7 separate regions of the Mus musculus genome follow, and regions 1, 3, 4, 5, 6 and 7 are each linked to region 2. A link is a contact called in public Hi-C and promoter capture Hi-C data. All regions are on one chromosome and are shown on one strand. Each heading gives the region's core, a stretch centred on a gene start, on an enhancer-like site or on the middle of the called end of the contact. The rest is flanking DNA. Distances are from core to core; before and after follow the strand shown. Region 1 holds the start of Elp6 (elongator acetyltransferase complex subunit 6). Region 2 holds the start of Nckipsd (NCK interacting protein with SH3 domain). Region 3 holds the start of Cish (cytokine inducible SH2-containing protein). Region 4 holds the start of Scap (SREBF chaperone). Region 5 holds the start of Tmem115 (transmembrane protein 115). Region 6 holds the start of Nradd (neurotrophin receptor associated death domain). Region 7 holds the start of Setd2 (SET domain containing 2).

Region 1 (3,718 bases), core at 952-3,451, 1.5 Mb after region 2:
GCATACCCCCAAGGATGGGCACACAGGTGTATCCCCACCATACCATTTTTTTTAAGTATTAGTGCCAGGCATAGATATACATGCCATTAATTCCAGCATCCAGAAATCACAGGCAGGTCTGTGAGTTTGAGGCCAGCCTGGTCTACCTAGAAAGTTTCAGAATAGCCAGGACTACATAGACTCTATCTCAAGGGAAAAAAATGTATGGGTGTTTTGCTTACATGTACATGACCAGTGCCTAAAATGGCCAGAAGAAGACACTCAAACACCTGGAACGGGGATGACAGACAGATGTGAGCTGCCATGTGGGTATTGGGAATTGAACCTGGGTCCTTTGGAAGAGTAAACAGTGCTCTTAATTGCTGAGCCATCTCTCCAGCCCCAATCACAATTTCTTAGTGAAGGTACCTCTGACAACTACCTTAATTTCAAATCTCTATCCAGTCTTGCTTTTCTCTACAGTACCTACAGAGATCGGGTGCAGTTGTATTTCCTTTTATTCCTTTCTAATTATGCCTTTTGAGTTTATAATTATACCATCCCCCTTCCCGTTTCTCCCTCCATATCCCTCTCCTGGCTCTCTTTCACATTCATGGCCGATTTTTTTTCATTGTTTTTACATAACTGTATGTTTCTGTATATAACCTCTGTATATTTCATTATTTCATTTACTTGTTTATTTGTTGTGTTTTTGTTTTGTTTTGTTTTTGTTTTTCTGTATAGATCTGGCTGTCCTAGAATTTGATCTGTAGATCAGGCTGGTCTCGAATTCAGAGATCTGACTGCTTCTGTTTCTTTTTTTTTTTTTAAAGATTTATTTATTATTATATGTAAGTACACTGTAGCTGTCTTCAGACACACCAGAAGAGGGAGTCAGATCTTGTTATAGATGGTTGTGAGCCACCATGTGGTTGCTGGGATTTGAACTCTGGACCTTCAGAAGAGCAGTCGGGTGCTCTTACCCACTGAGCCATCTCACCAGCCCTGCTTCTGTTTCTTAAGTGCTGAAATTAAAGGTATGTGCCACCACCACTAGCTTATATTTCTTTCTTCCTCTTCTTCCTCCTCCTCCTCTTTTTTGTTTGTTTGCTTGCTTGTTTTTTCGAGATGGGGTTTCTGTGTTCGCCTGGCTAGCCTGGATTCACTTTGTAGACCAGGATGGCCTCATACTGCCAGAGATCTGCCTGCCTCTGCCTCCTGAACACTAGGATTAAAGGTGTGCCCCATAACGCCCAGTTCCATTATTTTTATTTTTTAGAGGTAGTTTCACAAAGCTCAGACTTGCTGGCAACCCTCCTGCCTAAGCCTCCTGACAGCTGAGATCACAGATGTTGGCAGCATGCTTTTTATGTTGTTTTTGATGCTAGGAAAGAACTCTTCAACTGACCTGTATCCCTCTGACTTTTCTTTTTTGTTCTTTTATTGTTTTAGCAGAAGGCCGAGGAGGGCCTTGCTTATTTAAAATAAAACTATGCATACGTTTTGATGGTATGTATAGGTGCACCACTTCTATGCTTGGTACCCTTGGAGGCCAGAAGAGGCTATCAGATTCCCTGGGACTGTAGTTACAGAGGGTTATAAGTTGCCAAGTGGATAATGAGAATCAAATTAGGGTCCTCTAAAATCTTCTGAGTCCCCTTAAATTTTTTTGTGTATATTGTGTGTGCATGTGCTGCAGAGCCCAGAAGAGGGCGTCGGGTCCCCTGGAGCTGGAGTTACAAGTAGAGCAACCCAATGTGGGTGGTCTTCAGAGGGAGGAAGAAGAGCGTTTATTCCCTGAGCCATCTCTTTGGCCTCCTGGCTTCTGCTTTATACAAAAAGCTCTTCAGGATGTAATTCTGTGCTAGTAAGGTTTGTTCTCTCTTTTTGCGAAGATCCTGCAAACATTTCTCTATGTGTTCCATGTATCTAGCCCAAGTTTGTGAGCAATACACTAGGAAGACGTGGAGCAACTAAGACCCGGAGGTGCGGAGGGAGGGGGAGCAACGGAAAGAGAAAGCTCGCCTGCTCGTGCTAAATCGTGAGGGAGCACCAGCACTGTGTGGACCCGCACCTACTGAGAGCAGCACAATGGTCCATTGCCCGAATGAGAGATCGCTCTAAGGCTCAGCTTTACGAGCATACGTGCTCACGCGCTTGCGCAGCAGCAGCAGCAGCATCACAACCCCAAGCCTGATTGGCTGACTCGAGTCCGGCAGCGAGATCACGCATGCGCGCTTTCTCGCGCTCGCGAGCACGGTCTTGTGGGTGCTGTTCTTGGACCTTCATTCTTTCTGTAGAACCATAATTTTTATCCCAGTTCACGATGTTTCCGGAACTCAACAACCTTCTCAGCACCACCCCAGACAAGACCGAGCAGGTAAGATGTCGTGCGGACCGGAAGAGGGCAGGTCCCGGGAGCGTGCAGGATTGCATCCGGGACGCTGCGCGGTGGAGTAGGCGCGTCTGCCGTAAACCGAGGGCATCTGGGAGTTGTAGTCTGGAGAGGGCTCGCCGAGGCTGCAGTCGCATTCCTGGGCCTTTGGAAGATGGGTTTCTGGACTATCTTGCGTGTTCGCTTCCAGCCCCAGGACCATGTGCTCCGTGCCACACTGGCGCCCAAAGATGGTTGCAGAGCAGGCCCTAGAGGAGATCCTTTTATCTGTCCTGAATCTCCTTCCACCATGGAACATTTTACAGGTTGCACGGAACACTGCTTGCACTCTTCCTAGTTCTGATGATATCTGGTTGCAAAAAGGCCTCAGCATATTCCATCCCCTCTGTTTTTCCCAACCTCCTCACTCTCCATGGAACCTCGAAATGTCTTTCACATTTTCACTTAGGGGTTACCTCTCCCAGGAGTATATCTGTTTTATTCTGTAATTTGCAGCAAACACACCACATATGGAAAGCTTTAAATAGATCTTGTGGATTTTGGTTGTTTGGTTGCTTATTTGTTTTTTTTGTTTTTTGAGACAGGGTTTCTCTGTGTAGCTCTGGCTGTCCTGGAACTCACTCTGTAGACCAGGCTAGGCCTTGAACTCAAGAAATCTGCCTGTCTCTGCCTCCCAAGTGCTGGGATCAAAGGCGTGTGCCACCACTGCCCTGCGATCCTTCTGGGTTTTATTTGCCTAACAGTTCTTGACTGTTCAGACCTCCAGTTCTGACTACTTTTCTAGTTGCTAGGGCATTTCCCAGGTCCAGAGTGACAGCAGGAAGTGACCACTTTGGGTGGGAAATGTGTTTCAAGGCCAGGCAGTGTGATTTGGCATTTTATATTGGGGGGAGGGAGGAGAGGGACACAGCTGAAACCCAGAGGCATTGGACAGGTTTTCCCTAGGTTGGTACAGCATTGAGGTGGTGTGTGACAGCCCTTGGTCCCAATGTTGTCTGTTACTTACAGAACTACAGCAGGTAGTTAGGCAATGCAGAGACCATCTTCATAGGGCTTTCCAGCGATTGCTGTGATAAGAGTCCCGTCTGAACCACAGTCACTGGGAGATCTTTGTCATCAGAGGCCTTGTCAAGAATTGGGCCAGGGGATAGAACAGTGGATATAGGGCTTGGCACCAAGTATAGAAGTGGAATTTGGGTTCCAAGAACCCACGTCAAAGCCAGGTAGGCAAGAGGACACCTGTCATCCCAGCACTAAAGAGGCAGAGGTGGGATCCCTGGGGCAAGCTGGCTGGCTGCATTAGTTCAGATTGCCTAGTCATTAAGATTCCCTACCTTGATAAAT
Region 2 (3,343 bases), core at 103-2,602:
TGCCTAAAAATAGATTAGCGAAGTCTAGGTGTAGTCTGGCTCATCTAAGTACTCAGGCAGAGGGAGTTGGATTGCTGTTAGTTTCAGGCCAGTTGGTGCTGCTAGTGTGACCTTGTCTTTAGGGGGAAAAAGCCAGGTGTGGTGGCACCTGCCCTAAGTCCCAGCATTTGGGAGGCAAAGGCAGATGGATCATTGGATTTAAGGCCAGCCTGGTCTACATGGTTCCAGAACAGCCAAAACTACACAGTGAGACCTTGCCTTGGAACATTGTCTGATGGTGTGTATATCCTGTGCTCCTTAGATTAGTGGAGAGTATGCAAGGATCCTTTAGGCCTTCTTCACTACGACCGAGGGATGCCAAGGATTTCAAAGATGTGGATGGCTAGGCTGAATATTAAACTGAAGGTCAGGGATGCTTTTTCTTTCTTTGAGACGGATTCTTACTATGAAGCCCAGGCTGGTCTTGATCTTGGCTTTCTACAGCTCTGCCTCCTGGATGCTGGGATCATGCCACCATTCAGAACTCAAAACATGCTTTTTAAACCTCATGTGTTCAGTCCCTACCCTATCAGCCTTCTGCCCTAACCATTTTTTTTCCCCAGTGCCATTTGTGATGTTGGGGCAGGACAGGGTTGGTAACAGACAGCCTTTTAAAACAGGAGATGCATGTATACACGCAGTTTGATTCGTTATGAGTAAATATGACCTTAGGTCATAGACTTAAATCCTTTTGTAACAACAAAAATGGCAAAAGGATAGTCATTGACAAGTTGGGGCGTGGTCCAGAAGGGAGTGTTCAAATAGAACAGATGCAAGACTCAAGATAGGAAAGAAGCCAGTATATATGAAGGGAGTGTATATGTGGTGGGTAGCAAAGATGCATTCTGGACAGTACAACCTGGTTTTGTCCCTTGCCCTCCACACTTGTCCACCACCTCAGCGACAGAGTAGGGACTTTGTACTAAGGCACTGTGAGGCCTAGATGCGCTGGGGAGACCCCTCCCCAGAAAGAACTTCCAAATGTCTGATCAGGATTCCTCAAAGCAAAACACCATATCCCCGTCCCCAGGGACGCACTGGCTATAAGCATCCTTCATCAGGAGGTGGGAAGGAACGCAGCGCTTGCACCTGAGCTGGGAAAGGAGGAGGAAAGCCAGGGAGAGGGAGTTAGGACCCTAAGTCAGCTGACTGGAGTCTGAGGCCTGAAGGAACTGGAGACTCCCACCCCGCCCCGCCAAACCTCTCTCGGCCGCGAGGGGGCGCGGCGCTCCAATACTGGAGCCGACTCGCTCCTGGGGCGGGGTTCCGGCGGTCGCGCATGCGCACGCGCGGCGTGTCACGGGGCGGGGCGGGGCAAGCGCCGGGCGGCGCGGCACTCAGGGCCTGGCTTCCCGGCACCGCAACCTTCGTCGCGTACCCAGCCCCGGCGCTTCGCGGCCCGGCCCGGCCCGGCCTCATGTACCGCGCGCTGTATGCGTTCCGCTCCGCGGAGCCGAACGCCATGGCGTTCGCTGCAGGCGAGACCTTCCTGGTGCTGGAGCGCAGCAGCACGCACTGGTGGTTAGCAGCACGGGCGCGCAGTGGCGAGACCGGGTACGTGCCGCCTGCCTACCTGCATCGCCTGCAGGTGAGTGTGTCCCTCCGTCCCAGGCCTCTCGACCGAACCCCTTCACCAGCACGCAGAACCGATCCAGGAAGCTCAGTCAGATTCTTCGGGACTTCTACCAGACAAGGAGGTTGAGACTCTGACCTTAAGTCCCAAGAGCCGTAAGGACTGAGACCCCTCCGGAAGGGCCGTCAACACCCACCCGAGACTAGGCCTTTGACATTTAACCGCAGGCCCGTGAAAAGCTTAATTCTGGAACAGGGACTCTCTGTCATCGATAATCAGAGCCTCCATCTGCATTGAATTCTCGAGCTGGATCCAGAGACTTCCAGTCCATTCATTATCCAAGTCCCTTAGACCTCCAAACCCTATTCGTTCCCCTTTCCTGAATCCCTAGGATGCCCATCTCCCATCAATCTGTAGCCTCCACCTTTAACTGTAAAGATCACCGTGCCCACCACTGACTGTGCCACCTCATACACCACCTGTTTCCTCAACCACCCTCCAGGTTCTTAGTCCCCACCCCACCCACACACTTGGACCCCAGAGCCACAGGCATTCCTGTCCCTTATGCGAGTCCCAATTCCTGTAGTATCTCTGTATCCCGAACCCGCCCACCTATCAAGCTCTCCCCAAGGACAATTCCCCAACCCTTCAGGAACCAAGGCCCCTGGCCCCTGCTGATAGACAAGGTTCCCTGGCACAGCCCCCACTTCTCCCAAGCCTCCACTCCTGACTTCTCTGGTTTCCTTCCTCTGAAATCTGGGCGCTCCATCCTGGAATGGGAGCTGTCCACACTGTGAGGAAGTGAGCCTCCTTCATGGTTTCCCGTTCTGAAGATGGCCTGGTCCCCTTCCAGTGGAGCCTGCTCCAGTTCCTGTTTGCTCAAGAGTAGTCCTGCTGCAGTGTCTCCAGCTAGCCTATTCTGACTGCAGGAGGAAGGGGACCCAGGGCAGTCTGGGCTATTCCAGACTCATAGTCCCTAGCTATGGAAACATCCTGTCCCAGCCCAGTTAAGGACAGAAATACTGTGATAAATTTGGAAATGTCATCTGGTCTTGCTAAAGACGAGGGACCCTTGGTTCTAGGGTCCTCCTCACAGACTCTCAGTCTCCTCTAGAGGTGTTCAGGTGAGAAAAATCTAAACTGTGTCACACCCAGCTCAGCTTTTTGAGCACCCAGGTCTCTTTGGAGACTTTGAGGAAGCCCTGCCTCTTTGTCAGGCCCTGTGGAGCCTCTGCTCTAGCCAGGGTCAGTGGGGCTGGAGGGTTTGGGAAGGAAAGATCTTTCTCGGATCACTTCCTGTTTCTTTCGTCATACCCCTAGTCTCAGTTCCCCCGACTGCGAATTTCTGTCTCATTTTTACTCCACCTGGTGTTTGCCCTTCTTTTTCAAAACTTTCCCTTTCTGTCGCTGTTGCTGTCTCTCCCTGCCCCGCCCACACACCTTCTGCCATCTGAAGGACTTTGCTGACCCCTATATTTATTTGGCCCTATCCAGGGAAGCCTCTTAAACTCACTCCGGAACTAAACACGGTGACTTATGTGTACAGTCTGAGGCTTCGGGAAGAGTACCTTGAGCTCCAGGCCAGCCCTGGGCCACATAGCCACTTCCAAACCAGCTTGAGCTGCAGAGATTCTCATCTCAAAAGACCAGCCACCCAGCCAACTAAAACAAACGGGACTGTACCCTAATGTGTGCTTAGGTCTGTTCTGGGGTTCCTGTCCCGCAGCTGGC
Region 3 (3,680 bases), core at 407-2,906, 1.5 Mb before region 2:
GCGCACACACACACACACACCACACACACCACACACACACACACAATTTAAAAAAGAAAATCATGCCAGGCAGTGGTGGCACACATCTTTAATCCCAGCACTCAGGAGGCAGAGGCAGGCAGATCTCTGTGAGTTCAAGGCCAGCCTGGTCTACATAGTGAGTTCCAGGACAGCCAAGGCTACAAAGATAAATAAACCCTGTCTCGGAAAAAAAGGAAAGGAAAGGAAAGGAAAGGAAAGGAAAGGAAAGGAAAGGAAAGGAAAGGAAAGGAAAGGAAAGGAAAGGAAAGGAAAGGAAAGGAAAGGAAAGGAAAGGAAAGGAAAGGAAAGGAAAGGAAAGGAAAGGAAAGGAAAGGAAAGGGTAAGTAAATAAAAAGAAAACCACAGCTCTGTTGCATGACACCTGTGAAATCCCCCGTATCTTCATAGCAAAGCGGCAACAGACAGTTTCTACTGAAGAGTTAGTATGCATACATACAGGGATCCCATGTTCTCAGAGTACTCCTACTCCATCCTACCCATATTCCAAGAAACTGGCTTCTTGCTGTATTCTGGGAGCCCTGCTTGGGTTACACTTAACTTCCCCTCCAGGGCACCTACGGGGAACTGAGTCCCTTGGAGTAATCTCTTATCTTCCCTAAGAACTCCTTCCTTTTCACAGGGTTTTATCTTTAGCTCTCTATCTTGGGTGGGGCACCCAGAGCCTAGCCTGGGCTGGGGAAAGCCCAGTCACTATACTCAGATTCTAGACACTGCCAGAAGCCTGTCATCGCTGCCAAGAATCTTATAGCTACCCTTTCTGAGGAACGTGGGTGGTGTGACGTGTGTGGAAGGAGTGGGTGTACTGGTTCTCCAGATCTTATCTCCCCATATCCTGAACCGTGGATGTGGAGGGAGATCACATAGACCCTACAGCTCCTTGGTAAACCAGATATGGTGACTTAGCCTATAAGTTCACATTGTAAACCTGTACTCAGAAGTTTGGGGCCAGCCTGGTCTACAAACTGAGCTCCAAGGTAGTCTGAATTCAATTTTAAAACAAAAACAAACAAGCCATCGACAGGGCTGTCTGGGAGCTGACTATCTCTGTTTACTGACTCAAGAGGGTAATTTCCCCAACTGTCGGTCCACTCAGAGATTAGGCAAAGAAGGGATGAGATCATTTGATTACAAAAGATTAGATGTAACCTGAACTCTTTTAGCTGTAGTGGCCACAGTGGACCTCCTTAGTTCTTCCGTCCTCTTCAGGGCTCCAGGCCTCTCCCTAAGTCTTTCTCCAGATCTCACAGCACACCACCCACCTTCTCACACAGTGTCCTGCAATAAGCGAGACCACGGCCGCCAGAGACAACGTCCGATAAACTAGAAGCGGCTGGCTAAGAGGACCGGCCCGACCCTGCCCCCGCGCTGTAGTTCTAGGGGGGGGGGGATAAGCGCACCCATCCCCAAAGAAGTAGAGGGAAGACAATCTGGTCTCCAGTTGCATCCACATTCCTTCTTAACTTGTCCCCAACCCAGTCTTTTGCCTACTAGTCTCTAGGTCCCGCCCCACTCGGGCACGTCAGTTCAGGGTCCCTGCACTTCAATAGGTCGGTCTAGATGCTCGTCTCACGTCCAGCGATACGATTGGTCAACTCTAGGAGCTCCCGCCCAGTTTTCCTGGAAAGTTCTTGGAAATCTGTCAAAGGTGTTTCCTTTCTCGGTCCAAAGCACTAGACGCCTGCACCCCCGTTCCCCTCCGGGCCGCCGCAAAGCCCGCGGTTCTAGGAAGATGAGGCTTCCGGGAAGGGCTGGGACGCAGCGGACAAAAGATTAGGAGGCGCCTGGCCCCGCCCCACCGGCCCAGCCCGTCCCCCCTCGTCCTTCCAAGCTGTTCGCACCACAGCCTTTCAGTCCCTGCTCGCCGCCCGTGTGCCCCGGGACCCTGACCTTCGCACCCCTGGCACCCATTGGCTCCTTTCTCCTTCCATCCCGCCGAACTCCGACTCTCGAGCCGCCGTTGTCTCTGGGACATGGTCCTTTGCGTACAGGGGTAAGCTCAGTTTTTTTCCCTACCTAGGCTCCATGCGGGAGATATGGAAGATCACAGGCCTCGAGTTAGCTGCGGGATTTGGGAGGGCTTGACCGACTGGAGGTGATGGAGGGCTAAAGGACTTCGAGTGGTGTGCCTAGGATACCCACACACACTTCGTATGGATAGGGAAACGGAGCCCGCGAACGGTGGGAGGAGCCCCCATTCCTGAGATTTCACTAGCGCCAACTGTAAGAGGTTCTCCAGGACGGGGCTCACAAGTCTAGACTCAATTTGAGCTCATAGTTTACCTAGCCTTCTGGCTCCGTACCTGTCGGTGACCTTGAGCCAGCCCTTAGATCCCTCTGTGTTCAGAAGTTCATTCCTCCGTCCCAGGTCAGCGATTAGGTTCTTAGGAAGCCAGCCTGAGGTCTTTGACTCTTCCCAGGCCGGCGCCTAATAAACAACACCCCTTAGGAGCACCCCACTCCGTCTCTTAGCTCAGATTGATGTCTCAGTGTGATAAAGACTTCAGCCTGCCTTCTCCAAGGTTTCCCGTTGACATGGAATATGGGACCATGGTGAAAGTGGGGCTTTAATAAAACAAAGTCTTGGCTTCGGTAGAGTGTACTCGGAACACCTGTTTACCCTAGCTTTCAGCGTCCCCTTCAAACACTGATCGGTCAGGAATTCAGGAAAACCCAAGAAGAGAGGTGTGTGTGTGTGTGTGTGTGTGTGTGTGTGTGTGTGTGTGTGTGTGTGTGACAAATCCAGGGAGATCTGTGATCCAGTAGTAATTGTTATAACTGACATGGGAATGGTACCAAGTGAGGAAGGGTGGAAGGTGGGGCCAGGCTGAAATGCCCTTGCTCTAAGCAGCTCTGAGTCCCAGGAAGAGGACATTCATGGAGCTGTTGAGAAGACTGTATTCCCTAGTAGTTCCTACCATGTTCTTTTATTCTCTGAATTTTCGGACTCTTCGGCAGTTCCCTGCACCCTGCCTTCCTTTCTTGGGTGCCCCCACTTCTCCATTCTGGGTCCCCAGAGCCTCTTTGACTTTGCCTTAATTGAAGGCCCATGGGAACCTCAGGAGCAGTGTTGGGGTATTGGGGAAACAAGTTGTTTAACAAGCCCATGTATCCCAGCCTCCCTTGGCTCGGCTCATCTTATTGGCATGTGTTCTCAGGTGGAACTTCATGGCTAGACTCCAAGACATGCACACACAGGTTCTTGGAACACACCAGTCCTCACCCCCACCGTGATGACACAGTGGCAGACACACCCCTCCCTAGATATTTAGTCCCTCCCAGCAACATTTGGGGATTAGCATCGTCATTCTATACCTAGATACCATACTAGCCCCAGAGGTGCCTACTATATACACATGTGGGACCTATGGAAGGGATCCAACTAAGCTGTCTGGTTGTACCTGCCACAGAGGCCATGAAATGACTCCCTAACCTGGATCAAGCTATGGGCCCCAACAAGCCAGTCGCCTCAGAATTCTGCCTGTAACTCACTAAGTGGGATTCCAGGGCTCTCATAGCTGGGTCAAGAGCGGGTGTGGGAAAAACCCTTGGCAGGCTATAGGTGCCAGAGCCTGTCACCCCTCTCCTGAGTGGTCACAGGACTATGACCTTCTAAACACTACTTCCACTGTTAGGTCTGG
Region 4 (3,370 bases), core at 596-3,095, 1.5 Mb after region 2:
AGTGGGCTGCATTTTCTTATCTTTGTGGGGGCCAGACTTATGTACCAGACTGGCCTCAAATTGGAACCTTGGACTTCTGTTCCTCCTGCCTGCATCTCCTAAGGGCTGACATAGGTGTGACCCACTGAAAGATCCTAACAGAATGTAAAAGGTCACAGAAGCCCTGAAATTGGCAAGATAGATGTCACTGTTAGCAGAACTAGCTTCACTGATTTAGAAAAATAGAGGTGCACAATGCTCTGGCCACTCCTTGAACTTGTGTGTCTGCCAATGTTTTGACCATTCCTTGAACCCATGTGTGTGCCCACTGATGAAGCCCACTGCCAGGTGTTTGTGATATTGGTTGCTGAGAAAGAGTCAGAAAATCTCCCCAGCAACCACAACCGGGCCAATCCTGAGTTGCTGCCCCTGCACCAGACTCTTTCCTTGTACCCCTCCCATACCCATTTCTTGAGAATTGTTTAGATCTGGAAATCCCCCCACTCTCCCCTTCTCCTTTCCCCCCTGAGGGCCTATAAAAACTGGGACCTCTTTCCCCTCGAGGTCGACTCCTCTAACCCTGCGTGGGATATGAGTCATCCCCAGAGCTCTGGCTTTCCCCGAATAAAGCCTCATGTGGTTTGCATCAAGCTTGGTCTATCGTGAGTTCTTGGGTGTCTGCTATTATCCTGAGGCCTGAGCGAGAGGCTCCTCTGGGGAGTCTTTCACCACCACTGCCAGTTTGCTGGGGGTTAAGGCTCATATTCAAGGCTGGGCAAGCAGTATATCAACTGAGTTACATCTCTACCAGAAACCTGCTTTATAGAATAACCCTATTCCAAAGGCTGAAGTGGCCACCTCTGATTTGTTTTGCACGGTGACTATACTTATATTTTCTCTTCCCCCACCACTGGTGCCCTTGAGGGCAGGTACAGGGTCTGTTCTACCTTAGTATGCCTTGGGGGTGAGCAAGAGTGACACGAAAGAAGTATGTTTAAGGTAGCAAGATGGGGGCAGGTGGCCACTCTGACCTGTGACACTCAGAGAGTCAAGACATTGGTAGTGTGGTTGAGATCTCTCCACAGGCAGGCCTGAGGACAAATGGAAACATAGCAACCAGGGTTGGTGCTGTTGCTGAGTGTCTGGAACCTCACTTTCCCCAAGGCCAAATGAGAGAACACACACCATATGCTTAACTCAGCATTTACCAGAGCAGTCACTCAGCATAATCCGTTACATGTGCAAGTCGACTGGTGGCAGTTCAGAAGGTGGAAGAGACTCAGACACCCATAGTTCCTCTACGTGGGAATAAACACTGAGTATATATCTTCCACTTTACCCTATGCATTGTATTTTTAACAAAAATGGAATCCTAACACCAGCTTGGTTTTGAACTAGCTTTCATTATAAGTGCTCATTTAACATCCTTGGTGTTGGAGGCTCCTATACCTAGTTCATCAACTGAATACACTTGCTATTTAGCTCAGTTGCTTCTAATTCCCTGGTTTGTTTTTCTTTTTGATGCTGCTGTGGATCAAACCCAGGGCCCCTAGCGTCTCAGGCAAGCTCTCTACCACTGAGCCATACACCCAGCCCCGCTTCTAATCCTTTGGCACTATAAAGCATGGAACACGAGCTCTTGTGCATGTTCTCAATCACTTCCCAGGACAGTGATGCTGTCAAAACTCTGAAGTGCTACTAGCCACCTTTTTCCAGGCCACAGGCAACTCCAGTACTTCCTCTCGCAGTTGTGTGGCAGGGGACCACCAGGGGGCGAACCCGAGCCGTTGGCAGTGCCAGACTACGCATGCGCACGCCGCCGGGAGCACGTGTGGAGGGCGGCGGAGCGGGAGGGGAAAGGTAGGAGTTGAGAGGTGAAGGGGCGGGGAGCTGCGCGGGCGCCGGGCGGCCGGGAGGGAGAGGGCGGGCTCCAAACACCGGACCGCGGGCCAGGAGCGCGCAGGCCGTTCTCCGCCGCTCGGTCGCCGCCGCCCGGGAGCTGCCTCGCTGCCACAGGTACCTCAGCGCGCGTCTGCACGGTGCGGCTGGGCCCCGGCGCCGGCCTCGCGCCGCTCGTGCCCGGGAGTTCCGGGATGCGGGCGAGCCCGGGCAGGGGCGCGCGGGCGTGGGCGCTGTCCAGCAGCCCGAGGCGCGGCTCCGGAGACCGCAGTCTGGAGCTGGGGGCCGGACGGTCTCGCGTCCCCCTTCCCGACCGCGCCCCCGCCCGGGCCGAGCTGCCTGGGTCGCGATGGGTTCAGGCTGAGTGAGCTCAGGCAGGTAGGCTCGCCGCTGGATCCTGCTTTGGGGTTGTCTGGGGTTGTCTGGGTGAGGGCTAGACCCTGTGACTCAGTCCTGCCTCTTTCCGAAGATCCGATAGCCAGGCAACATGTAGATTCTCTGCTGGGAGTGCTCGGTTTCTGGTTTTATGTGTTGCTTAAACCTAAACTTTGCTCGCTTATGTTGCTTATGTTTACTTCCAGGTGGTTTTGTTGCATCAGGGTTATAATGGGATAGCGCTAGCTGCAGCGAGTCCCGGGTCCACACTGCATCTCAGAAAGTTGTGCAGATGGTGGCGATGAAGAGGAGGGCAGTGAGCCACAGGTGGCGGCGGGTGAGGGGTGGGAGTGGGAGTGGGGTCCTGGAGGTAGTCTTCCTTAGTTTAGCTTATTTATCTCTTATGGTGACGGAAGCGATGAATAAATAAGTTCATGATGATCTTGTAGTAATTCTTGTGAAGTCGACATAGGAACAGTCTTTAATGATGCGTTTGGGTGCGTTTGTAGAGTTTGCTTATGCAGTGTGCAGCCATCTCAAGGTGTGCTAAACATTAAAGCTTTTCTTAGAGTCAGGATCAAGTGTATCTAGTTAGTGCTGAATGCATTTTAGGTGTAACCTGTGTGATGCTCAAGTGAAGATTGTATGTTATGAAGTATATGCTAATGTATTTCAAATCTAAAGGCTTTTTATATATTTGCAGCGTTTCTGCTTGGCAAATATTTTGTTTGTATTGTTTTTTTAACGACCAACAGGAAATACAAGTATAAACATTATTCCTATACTCATTATTAAGTTACTTGGGGACGTGTGCCTAGGGCATTGGTCTGCCACTGAGTAACACCTGTGGCTTTTTATTTTGAGTTGGGCTTCATTGCCCAGGCTGACCACAAAGTTTCATCCTCCTGCCTCGGTTTCCTGAATATGTGGGATAGCAGATGTGTGTGCTCCTGCTCCTGCTCGGCACTCATTCTTTGGTCAGGTTGAAAAGCAAGAACTGGCTTCCCCTTACTTGAAACTCCGTTGTTGTTGAATACTCTCTTGTTACTGTGTGTGTGGGGGGGGGGGGGCGGGTGGGAAGTACCTCTCCAGATGTTTCCATGTGCTTTAAAAGTCA
Region 5 (3,410 bases), core at 429-2,928, 1.3 Mb before region 2:
TTTTGGTTTTTAGTTTGGGTTTTGTTTTAGGGAGTTTTTTGTATAGCCTTTGCTGTCCTAGAGCTAACTCTGTAGACCAGGCTGGCCTCCAATTCACAGAGATCAACCTTAAAGGCTTGAACCACCACTGCCCAGTAACTCTGTATTTTGATTTGCTAAGTCAAACTTAGCAAACACTGGTATATGGCATACAGTAGGAACCCTAACCCCAGACAAAAATAAAAGGTGAAAGGTAGTTTTGAACACACAGGCAGTTGTACTGAGATCAATAGCTAAAAGGGGATTTTATAATAAAGTCCCTTGTAATATAATTAATCACATTTAAAAATATGCATATATATGTGTGTATATATATATGTGTGTGTATATATATATATATATATATATAACAAAAATCTCAGGGTTGGGGAGATGACTCCATAGTTAATAATGCCTGATGCTCTTACAGAGAACCTGTACCCCAGCACCCACATCTGGTGGCTCAGAAATCCAGCTTCCGACATGCTGTGGCCTCTGTGGTGGCTTGCACACTTAACGGCATATACACACAAAGACACACATACATGTAAATAAAATAACTTTTTTGGGGGTGGGGGAGGGTCGAGACAGGGTTTCTCTGTATAGCCCTGGCTGTCCTAAAACTCACTTTGTAGACCAGGCTGGCCTCGAACTCAGAAATCCACCTGCCTCTTCCTCCCGAGTGCTGGGATTAAAGGTGTGTGCCACCACGCCCGGCTATAAAATAACTTTTAAATACATCTCAAACACCCTGTTGACAGCCACTATAGCATAAAGTTGAGCCTAGACCAACTTGGCACTTATAGAGAGACTTAAATATATTTTTTCTTTAATGTTCATTGGTGTTTTGCCTGCATGTGTGTCTGTGTAAGGGTGTCAGAAACCCTGGAACTGGAGTTACAGTTATGAGCTGCCATGTGGTTGCTGGGAATTGAACCCAGGTCCTCTAGAAGAGCAGTCAGTGCTCTTAACCGCTAATCCATCGCTCCAGCTCAAGGGAGATTTCTCTGTCCAGTGGAATCAAGTGGGAAAAGAGTCGCTGAAGTAGCACAGCCTTGACCCTTATTCCCCCTTAGGTGGAAAGTTCATGTACAATTACAAGTACAATTCGCTGGAACAAGGACAATGTGAACGAACACCCAATACAACAATGGCAAGTCGTTTACACAGTTGCCTTCTTTGATCGTTAAGATAGGAAGAGCCTGCCATCATCATCATTTTTAAGGCTCCTGAAATTGCAGCGGGGAACTTGGTCAATAACACAGTGACTACAAATGACTGAACAAGCCCATCTTAGGCTTCACTTGCCAGACGACAGTTTCTGGTTAGTTCACACACGTTGGTACAACTCATCAGAACCGTTCACATTCTTATGTACCTGCTTACAAAGACACTGCTGTACCTGTACAAATCCTAAATAGAGCCAATCTCCTCCAAAGAATTGAGCAAGTGTGTGTGGCCCAAGGCGGTGCTACCTCTTGAACCCGCCCACTTAACACCTCCCTTTACTGCATCAGGAATACTGATCTCAACTTCCATAACTCCTAAGAACTGGAGGAGTAAGCACTGAAAACTACAACTCCCAAGCTCCCTAGCCCGTACACTCTACGGGACCGGTCGGCGCACAGCTTCTGGGACTTGTGGTTCTATGAAGAAACCGGTCGGCTAGGTCCCAAGGACTCCGTATCCCAGCATGCCGAGAAGCCGGAAGGCAAGCGCTCAGAGGGCGTACTGCCGCGGCCGCCGGCGGGGGCGCGCAGGCGCGGCGCCCCTGTTTGTCGGCCCCGGAGAGGGGAGGAGGTACCGTCAAGCCAAAACCCTAGCCCAGCCGGAGCTAAACGGGCTTGACTTGGGCCGGAACGAGGCACCAGTTCCCCGCAGATCGCAGAGTCTCAGAGTGGATGGAGGAAGCCTAGCCTTGAGATTAACGCTAGCCTGGCCGCTGGGCCGACGGAACCCGCAGGCAGGCGAGCCCAAGCTACCCAGGGCCTAACGACAGGTCCCCGGCAAGAAGACTTTCTCCTCGCTTTGGAACTACAACCGGATCAAACCGGAACCAGAGCCTTCCCACGGAACAGAAGCCAGTGAAGTAGCCGGGCCCGGGCCTCCCGTCGGGGCCGAACTGGGACGAGGCCCCGGGGAGGCCCCTAGGCCACCTTCCACACATTCCCTTAAGCCAACGTCCGCCAGGAAGATGCAACGCGCCCTACCTGGTGCCCGCCAACATCTGGGGGCCATCCTGGCCAGCGCCAGCGTGGTGGTGAAGGCACTGTGCGCCGTGGTACTGTTTCTCTACCTGCTTTCCTTCGCTGTGGACACGGGCTGCCTGGCCGTCACCCCAGGCTACCTTTTCCCACCCAACTTCTGGATCTGGACCCTGGCCACCCACGGGCTCATGGAACAGCACGTGTGGGACGTGGCCATTAGCCTGGCCACAGTGGTTGTGGCCGGGCGATTACTGGAGCCCCTCTGGGGAGCCTTGGAGCTGCTCATCTTCTTCTCGGTGGTGAATGTGTCAGTGGGGCTTCTGGGGGCCCTCGCCTACCTCCTCACCTACATGGCTTCCTTCAACTTGGTTTACCTGTTCACTATTCGTATCCACGGCGCCCTGGGTTTCCTAGGTGGTGTTCTGGTAGCCCTCAAGCAAACTATGGGAGACTGTGTGGTTCTGCGAGTGCCCCAGGTCCGCGTCAGCGTCGTTCCCATGCTGTTGCTGGCGTTGCTGCTACTCCTCCGGTTGGCCACGCTGCTCCAGAGCCCAGCCCTGGCTTCCTACGGCTTTGGGCTGCTATCCAGTTGGGTGTATCTTCGCTTCTATCAGCGCCATAGCCGGGGCCGAGGGGACATGGCTGACCATTTTGCTTTTGCCACCTTCTTCCCGGAGATCCTGCAACCGGTGGTGGGGCTGCTAGCGAACTTGGTGCACGGCCTCCTGGTGAAAGTAAAGATATGCCAGAAGACAGTGAAGCGCTACGATGTGGGAGCGCCGTCGTCCATCACTATCAGCCTCCCAGGCACAGACCCTCAAGATGCGGAGCGCAGAAGGTACTGGGAACTTCTCTAAAATCTTGGTAGCTAGACTGTTGGTGTGGCCACATAACCAGCCATTGAGATGTTTGCTCTATATAGGCTGGAGAGCTACAGGCAGGTGTTGGGAGCGGCTTCAGAAAAGGGATTCAGGTCTTGGCCTCGAGGGAACTGAATGTGTAGGTTTCTGGACTCTGTGTACCTCACAACTCGGACCACTAAACCTGGCTACAGAATGCCCAGTTACCTTTGGTCTTGCCTCAGAATTTCCAAATTCTAAGCACTGGTCCAGTGATAGACAGAAACTGTGGCTCTTTTCTCCTGTGATGGGAAATGGGGAAGGAGGTCTTTGTCCTTAAGTCTTT
Region 6 (3,772 bases), core at 317-2,816, 1.8 Mb after region 2:
ATTGGTCGGCTTCCAGGGTAGACTGTGAGAGCACACTGATGTGTGCTGGTGTCATGGGATCATAAAAATAAAACTTAACTGGAAGTAAATACTGGTGCTCTCTCACTTCTGCCTTAAGTCCAATGACTGACTAGTCCTTGTACCCAGTGTAGACAGGGTTCAAGGGTCAGGGACTAAAGAGCCCGTGAATGGACTTGTACACGACCCACTCTACCTCCCAATCTGCCCGCTACCTAGGATCTGGGACAAGGAATGCCTACCTGAATAGACCACACCTTTGCTGACGTTATAAAGCATGGTGCTGCCAGGCGCTGCCTGCTGGGCTGTTTTTTGGTGAAGGGGAGTTGTGTAGAGAACTGAGTTGACGGAGCTTGGAGCCTGCTTCTCTTGAATCTCAGAAGGAGGAACTCTGCAGAAATATGAAGAAATCCTCAGATCTGCTGTCAGGAGTCCCTGGGGGCAGCGTGTGTGTCCATCCTGATTCACACCAGGGCTGGAACAGTTTCTCCTGTGTCAAATAGGTGGAGGTAACAACTGGCTCCTGCTAGCCAAAGCTGGTGGCATGGGGTACAGCTCAGGATAGAAATCACCCGATCTCAAAGACCTTCCCAAGTACCTGGGCTGAGTCTGGGGATGTTAAAAGGAGGGTAAAGATACATGGACTGTGACCCTATCTCAGGCTGAAACATCCCTAGGAACTGGTGATCATACACATCTGCCAAAACCCAGCATCCCAAGGTCCCCAAGGCAAGCCCGCTTACACTGCCTAATGCTCCCTCTGTCCCCTCCAGGGCCAGTGGCCAGCCCTTTCCTGGGCAGGGACTAAGTGAACTGATACCTTAATGGTTCAGCAAACTCATAGACCATACAGATCTCAGAGGGCCTGAAATGGAAGAACAGGGCCAACTCAGACCAAGGACCCACCTGGACCCTAGAGTACTAAATCTGCTGAGACCACTCCCTGCAGTCTACGGAGGAGGAGAGGCTCCAGATCTGAAGGAGGAGAGAGATCTGGCTTGGATAAGTAAGAGATTAAAAGAGGCCCTTCAAGTCCCCAACGGCTACTGCTGCATAGCCAATGGCTCTAACACGTGGTGTGTCTATAGTAGGGCTATCAGCAGTTCGGTGCTGTAGTCAGGTAAACCTCTGATGTGGGTGGCCCCTTTATGGACTTTGTATCTTTGTGTCGCCACATTGGGAGTTGGGGGCTTCTGGGATCCTTGGTGGGTGGGCCTGTAAACCAGTAGCAGCAGACAGGCCTTGGAATCTGCCCCACCCATCCTGAGCAGCCGGAGTGGAACTTCTTCAGGGCTCCCCACCCATCTCCAAGCCCAAAATGGGAAGAAACAATTCAACAGCCCCTGCAGGCCCATACACACCCCAACACAGACGCTGGTACCCACAGGATCAGAGCACTAAAGGCGGGAGACAGAGAAAGTTCTGGCCCCTTCCACCTAGCAAGAGCCCGGCTAGTCATTCCCTCCTAACCTTCTGCGGCCACCCCTCCGAGGGTGCCAGGATCCACTCAGCTAGGAAGACGACGGGAGTCCCTGGAGAGGGCAGGTTCCGGTCTGCCCAAGAGTGAGCCAAGGCAAGGGGCGGGCCAGTGGGGGGGTGGTGTTGAAGAGGGGAGCAGGACAATGAAGAGGCGGGGCCGAGCTCGAGGGCGCGGTCCCGCCCCCGCCCCACGCCGGAGCACGCAGAAGCACTCGGAGTTCACAGAAGCCGACACCAGCGTGCCTGGCAGAGCAGGCCACTGGCATGCAAATGCCATGCAATGGACCGCGAGAGCTGAGAACCAGGAGTCAGGAAACGTCTGGCAAAGCCAGAGGCGCCTCCGCTGGCTACACCGAGGCCAGCCTGGCCAGGAAGAAGCATGCCAGGCCAGACAGGGTAACAGAGGCTAAGACTGGGGGCCACAGGAGGCCAAGGACGGCGGCACATGTGTACTCAAGAAACCGAAAGATTACAAAACTAGGCCACGTTTATTGCTGAGAATGGGCAGCGATAGTCACCTTTGAGGATTAAGGCCACAGGTGGTCTTTGTGCTTTCACTGGGACGTGGGATTTGAAAGTAGGGATTCCCTCCCACCCCAGATTGTGCAAAATATGCAGCAGCGGCCTCAGAGGCCGACGCTAGGTCTCCCCTCAGCCGGCGAGGGGCGGGACTTCCTGGTGATGCCATCTACCAATCCCTGAGCTGGAGGGTGGGCCCCGCCCACCCCCTGGTGCAGTAGTCTCCTGGGCAGAGAATCAGGCTCGGGCCGGGTCTGATGTCTGAGCGCCTAGACTCTAGGTTCAGCGAGCCTCGCCAGGATTGTATTCAGTCTCCCCAGAGGACACCTGGGAGATTCGCCGCGAGGAGCGCCACAGCCTCCGCGCGAACTGGCTGCTGCGTACCTAGCGGGAGTAGGGATGGGATGAGATGCGGTGAGCCCTGGCAGCCGCACCCCACAACCCGCCACCCTCCTGCCCGGCCGGCCAAGCTGCCCTCTTCCTCACCTCAGAAGGCTGCCCAGCGCCCACAACGATCAATTTGCCATCTTCCAGGCCCACCAGCACATGACTGCGCTCCTTGGTCACAGACACACTGTGGACCGGCACTTTCATGGGCAGGGGAGGCACGGCGGGCCGCAATCTGGAGCAGGGAAGTAGGTGTACACTGAGTCACAACTGCAAGGAAGCCAGCTAACAGACACCTTTTCGTGCATCTACTTTGTCTTCATTTGAAGTCTGGCTAAGCTGAATTCCTGGCTTATAGAACTCCCACAACTGTGTAGCTAAGGGAGGGCCAGGGCAAGAATCCCCATGAGTAACACATGCTAGTGAGTGGGTAGTATGCACTCTCTATTACCCTGTGCCAACAGCTTCCACCTAGAGGGGCCAGGAACTAAGAGCGGGGCTCACTTGTTCAAGTGGAGGATATGTAGAGAGCACTGAGCGGTGCCCAGCAGAACAAAGTCTTCTGCCACAGTCAGGGCTGTGGGCTGCTCCGTCAGGGTCACTGAAGCCCGCAACCTCCCATTCACTGAATACAGGTGCAAGGAGTAGGTGACCTGGAAGAATTGGGGACATCAGCAACCGCCTCACCATTCCAGCTGCCCCAGTGTCTTTGTCGGGTACCCTGTCCCCATACCTGGGCCCCAGGACGTTCACAAGCAGAGCTTTGTACAACAATCTGGCCTTCAGCCCCCAGTGCTAAGTGCGATATAGGTCCAGGCAGTGTGGCACCTGGAGGCCTTAATGCTGCCACAAACTGGCCTCGACGTACAGTGTGTATGATCACAGTCCCATCCTACAGGAAGGCAGATGAGGGTGCTGAGCAGAGAACTGGAGGCTCTGGGGACAGTGCCTGGGGAAACTCCGCCTCCCCAGGGGATGTACACGCACCTCGGATCCAGACACGGCCATGTCAAGTTCAGTGCTGATGGCCACACAGCTCACTGCAGCTACATGTCCGTATAAGACCTGCACAGGCTTTGGTGCCAGCCCTGCTGACAGACCGCTCTGTGGGAAGGCAGGGCTAGCTTAAGACTCAGGCAAATGAAGATTTTATGCGAGCCAGAGGGTTGGGGGGTAATGGAGCCCCAGACTTGCTTACAGTAGGAAGGGGAAGGGAGTAACGGGGAAGTTCTGATGGCTCCCTGAGGGGCAGATGGACTTCTAGCCTGGGAGACAGGGACCTCACAGGTCTGCCCACCACACACACCTGCTGCAGAAGACGCCACACCATGCACGTGGTATCCCGGGAGCCGGAGATGAGGTAGATGCC
Region 7 (3,475 bases), core at 189-2,688, 1.7 Mb after region 2:
GCTAGCCTACATACAAGTGAAAAAAAATGTAAATGCATGGTAGATGGCTCAGTGAGTAAAGGCACTTTCTGCCTAGCCTTATGATGTAAGTTACAGGACCCACATGGGAGACAAAAATGGACTCACTGTTATCCTCTGATCTCCACGTGCGCATGTGTGTGGCTCAACACATACCATTCCTATAAAAACAATTTTAAAAATACATTTTAGGCTGGGCAGTGGTGGCACACGCCTTTAACCCCAGCACATGGGAGGCAGAGGCAGATGGATTTGAGTTCTAGGCCACAGGAAAAACCCTGTCTTGAAAAACAAAACAAAAAACCTAGAATCCCAGCACCCAAGAGGTTGTAGGCAGGATGAAGCATTCAAGTGTTCAGGGTAAGTCTTAACTACAGAAGATGTTTGTCTAAACAATACGGCCAAGTTAGCTAGTGAAGGATTCTGTTAGATCACATTTCAATTTATTGGTGATTCCAATTAAAAAATTAGTGGCTAATCAAAGAAAATTCCACAAAAGATCTCAACTATCTAATCTGCCACTTTCATGATAAGCAACTGCTATAAATTCAGCGAGGTGTAAATTAGCTAATAGTTTCACGAAATCCTGCTAATCCAGAAATAAAAAGTTTCTAGTTTAATCTAACTTTTTTTTTTTTTTTTAGTAAGACTAATTAATAACCTTTTCCTCAGGACCACCCCCCCCCCCCAGGTCTAACAAACATAGCCTCTCTGACTTTTAGGGCGAGGGCAGAATACCGCGGTGAGGTGGTTTCGGTGGGAACACGGTGGTGGGGGCTGCGGGAGGCTGGCGGGCGGAGGGCGTGTCCGAGAAGCCCAGGCTGAGAAGCAGCCCCTGCTTAGCTTGGTTTTCGGTGCGCGGCCGAGAGCCAGTTGAAGGGGCGAGAGAGACCGAATAAAGGAGCAAGCGGGCGAGGGCGGCAGCTGCGCTACCTCAGTGCCCGGAGGCCAGGCTCTCCCAGGGCTTCGAAGGATGAAGGCGGGTGTCCTGACGGCCTTGGGCTGTTCCCGGGACGGACGCTGTCCAGGGAGGGGCAGCGGTGGCTCCCCTCCAGCTCCGGGACCCGCCTCCAACACTCGGCCCCGGGACTTATTGTTCCGGGAGGCCGCAGGCTAGGCCTGGCCTGGCCGGCGGGTTGTACCCCGCCCCTGCCAGGGTCGGTGGTGCTGGCGCGCCGACTGGCGGCCGGTGGGCTGCCCTGTGCGTGTCTCTTTAAGGGGCTGGGCCTGCAAGGCTGCAGGGCGGGCGGGGTGCGCGTCGCTTCGGGAGTGAGTGTGTGAGGGTGAGAGCGGCGGGCGGGCGGTTGCTGGAGGGAGGGAGGGAGGGAGGGAGCGAGCGAGAGAGCGAGAGAGCGGGCGGGCGGGCCAGCCAGCCAGCCAGCGACGCCGGCCGCCCCTGCCGCCGCCGCGATCGGACCAGCGGCCGCCTCCCCTCCGGTCCCCTCCCCCGCATCGGCCTGCCGCGGGGAGGGGGCTAGCGTCGCCGCCTCCAGCCGCTCCTCATGAAGCCGCTGCCGTCGCAGCAGCCGCCACCGAAGATGGGGGATTTCTACGATCCCGAGCACCCGACCCCTGAGTAAGTCTCTGCTCCGCGGTCTCCCGCTGTCGTTGGTCGCTCCAGCCCGAGGGCGGCGCGTCCTGACCGGTGGCGGCGCGCGGAGTAACGGGCCCCGGGCGGCTTCTCGCGGTCGTGGTGGAGGGCAGGCCGGGCGGAGCTCCTGGAGGCCGCCTCGCTTGGCCTCGGCTGGCCCGGCGGTTGGGCCTGGCGCGGAGAAGGCTGCTCGCGTCGCCGCGGCGGTTGGGGCGGGCGGCCCGGTGGGGGAGGGGCGGCCACGGCCTCCTCTGCCGTTGCCGCGTCCTCGGTCGGCCTGCTTAGGTTCGGCGTTCCGCGCAGCTCCTCCAGGACACTCGGTGGCGTCCCGGGCTTCTGTTGCAAACCACGGTGCATAGTCCGAGGCGCCGCAAAGGCCGACGCCGGCGTCAGGGCGCCGGCTCGTGTAGGCCGAGAATCCTCGGGCTCGGGTGGAAGCTCGGCCCATCGCCCGGCCTATCGGTGACGGCAACTCGGACCGGAAGGGCCTACCGCGCGTCTCCCCGCTTCGATCCGCGGAGGAGACCCGCGTTGCATTCCCGGTTTTGATATTATTTTTGTTTTTTGTTTTCCCTCCTCCTTGGACACTCAATTCTGGCCCAGTAGAGCGATGAGCTTCATATTCTGCACCTTTGGCGCTTGGGTTTTGTAATGGTGGCAAGGTTTGTCTGGTCCCGTTGTTGAGGTGACAGCAGTTTTGTTTTTTAACCTGAAAGTGAAAACCTGGCAAACATTTCTTGATTATGATGCTTGAACACTTTGGCGTCCTATTTCTTAGGTAATAGAATCTAGAATCTTATCTACAAGGATGGCTTTACTGCGTGTGAAGATTTAGTTAAGAGACCCTTTGTATAGTCTTCTCTAAAGAAGATAGTGTACTTGTAAAGCGAAATACAGTTTTGTCGTATAGTTTCTTTTCAGTACACCTAGGGCATTTTTATATTTCTGTTGGGTGTCAGATGGTGGTGTACACCTGAGATACCAACTGAATTAGGATTGCAGGCAGGCTTCCTCAAAACAACAACATAAGTAAAAAAGCAAGCTTCCACTTCAGAGTCAGGAGTCCGTGCGAAGCTTCCCTAAGCCCTCACAAGATCATTTTGTTGTTTTTAGATAAATGGTTTCACCTTGTTGCCTAGGCTGCTCTTGAATTTACTGTGGCTGGCCTCGAACCTGGGATCCTTCCTCTTCAGCTTCTTCAGTGCTGGGATTGCAGGTGCTGACAACTAAGAAAAACCATTGTTTTACCTCAATTTGCTTGTATTGATGTCTGCACATAGCAACAAAATTCATTCCCAAGTTAAGGTTTGAAGGGATGTCTAGTGAAAAACAAAACTTTTCACTAAATTACCACATTACACATTTTTGGGGGAACCTTTGCCAAAGTTTTTCACCTTGGCTCAGAAACATTTGGATCTTACTTAATAGTTCTTTAGTGTTGTAACACAAAAGTTATTTTGTTGGAGTGTTATCTCCACACACAAAGCAAAATCCTCATGTTGCCTTAAAATAAAATTTCATTGGGAAAATTTTGACAATCCTGTTTTTGACCCAAGAACAGCCTGAGTAGTTTTATACTTGTTTTCTAAGTTTACAGAAGCCCTTTAGTGGCCCATCTTAGTTTGTCTTTACTTGACAGATAATCTTGGTACCCAGACCACCTCTGCGAAGGCTTGATGTGCTCTTACAGCAAAGCTCATCTCTTACTTGTAGTAGGAAACCAGCATGGCTTTGTCTTCTCCTGGGTTTTTGGCTTTGGAATAACACTTAAAGGTTTTTGCTTTGAGACTTGAAAAACCTCAAAAGGAATTTGTATCATTCAATTAATGTAGGTTGCGTGCTTATCATGTACAAAGTCATGTGCTA

Evidence for each region. Promoter capture Hi-C pulls out the DNA fragments that hold promoters and counts their contacts. Hi-C and Micro-C count contacts between places; a contact is called where the count stands out from the background. Capture Hi-C pulls out chosen DNA fragments and counts their contacts.
Region 1: a contact with region 2 is called in a promoter capture Hi-C map of pre-B cells, with 4 times the contacts expected there. The contact joins the promoter of Elp6 here to the promoter of Nckipsd in region 2. A contact is called at or near these places in 6 of 39 promoter capture datasets (hippocampal neurons, liver, pre-B cells and 2 more) and 1 of 9 other capture datasets (liver).
Region 3: a contact with region 2 is called in a promoter capture Hi-C map of erythroid cells, with 19 times the contacts expected there. The contact joins the promoter of Cish here to the promoter of Nckipsd in region 2. A contact is called at or near these places in 4 of 39 promoter capture datasets (erythroid cells, liver and pre-B cells) and 1 of 9 other capture datasets (embryonic tail).
Region 4: a promoter capture Hi-C map of pre-B cells shows a contact between it and region 2, with 4 times the contacts expected there. The contact joins the promoter of Scap here to the promoter of Nckipsd in region 2. A contact is called at or near these places in 5 of 39 promoter capture datasets (the 3T3-L1 cell line, hippocampal neurons, liver and 2 more) and 1 of 115 datasets of contacts at active chromatin or transcription factors (astrocytes).
Region 5: a contact with region 2 is called in a Hi-C map of CD4 T cells, with 2.9 times the contacts expected there. The contact joins the promoter of Tmem115 here to the promoter of Nckipsd in region 2. A contact is called at or near these places in 3 of 39 promoter capture datasets (erythroid cells, liver and pre-B cells), 1 of 484 Hi-C or Micro-C datasets (CD4 T cells) and 2 of 9 other capture datasets (adipose tissue and liver).
Region 6: a contact with region 2 is called in a promoter capture Hi-C map of liver, with 3 times the contacts expected there. The contact joins the promoter of Nradd here to the promoter of Nckipsd in region 2. A contact is called at or near these places in 1 of 39 promoter capture datasets (liver) and 1 of 9 other capture datasets (liver).
Region 7: a contact with region 2 is called in a promoter capture Hi-C map of liver, with 4 times the contacts expected there. The contact joins the promoter of Setd2 here to the promoter of Nckipsd in region 2. A contact is called at or near these places in 4 of 39 promoter capture datasets (hippocampal neurons, liver and pre-B cells).

Annotation. Positions count from the first base shown.
Region 1 is chr9:110,302,991-110,306,708 of GRCm38.p6, forward strand. Elp6 (elongator acetyltransferase complex subunit 6) reads left to right here and starts at 2,202. Exons shown (of 7, transcript NM_001081381.1): 1 at 2,202-2,359. The coding sequence starts at 2,306.
Region 2 is chr9:108,807,028-108,810,370 of GRCm38.p6, forward strand. It overlaps Nckipsd (NCK interacting protein with SH3 domain), which reads left to right and starts at 1,353. Exons shown (of 13, transcript NM_030729.4): 1 at 1,353-1,627. The coding sequence starts at 1,457.
Region 3 is chr9:107,295,003-107,298,682 of GRCm38.p6, forward strand. It overlaps Cish (cytokine inducible SH2-containing protein), which reads left to right and starts at 1,657. Exons shown (of 3, transcript NM_009895.4): 1 at 1,657-2,032. The coding sequence starts at 2,013.
Region 4 is chr9:110,331,511-110,334,880 of GRCm38.p6, forward strand. Scap (SREBF chaperone) reads left to right here and starts at 1,846. Exons shown (of 23, transcript NM_001001144.3): 1 at 1,846-1,995.
Region 5 is chr9:107,532,267-107,535,676 of GRCm38.p6, forward strand. It overlaps Tmem115 (transmembrane protein 115), which reads left to right and starts at 1,679. Exons shown (of 2, transcript NM_019704.2): 1 at 1,679-3,063. The coding sequence starts at 2,213.
Region 6 is chr9:110,622,827-110,626,598 of GRCm38.p6, forward strand. It overlaps Nradd (neurotrophin receptor associated death domain), which reads right to left and starts at 1,567. Exons shown (of 5, transcript NM_026012.2): 1 at 1,489-1,567; 2 at 261-409. The coding sequence starts at 297. It overlaps Nbeal2 (neurobeachin-like 2), which reads right to left. Exons shown (of 54, transcript NM_183276.2): 49 at 3,710-3,772; 50 at 3,391-3,507; 51 at 3,137-3,295; 52 at 2,908-3,056; 53 at 2,503-2,638; 54 at 1,963-2,400. The coding sequence ends at 2,299.
Region 7 is chr9:110,531,159-110,534,633 of GRCm38.p6, forward strand. It overlaps Setd2 (SET domain containing 2), which reads left to right and starts at 1,439. Exons shown (of 21, transcript NM_001081340.2): 1 at 1,439-1,594. The coding sequence starts at 1,521.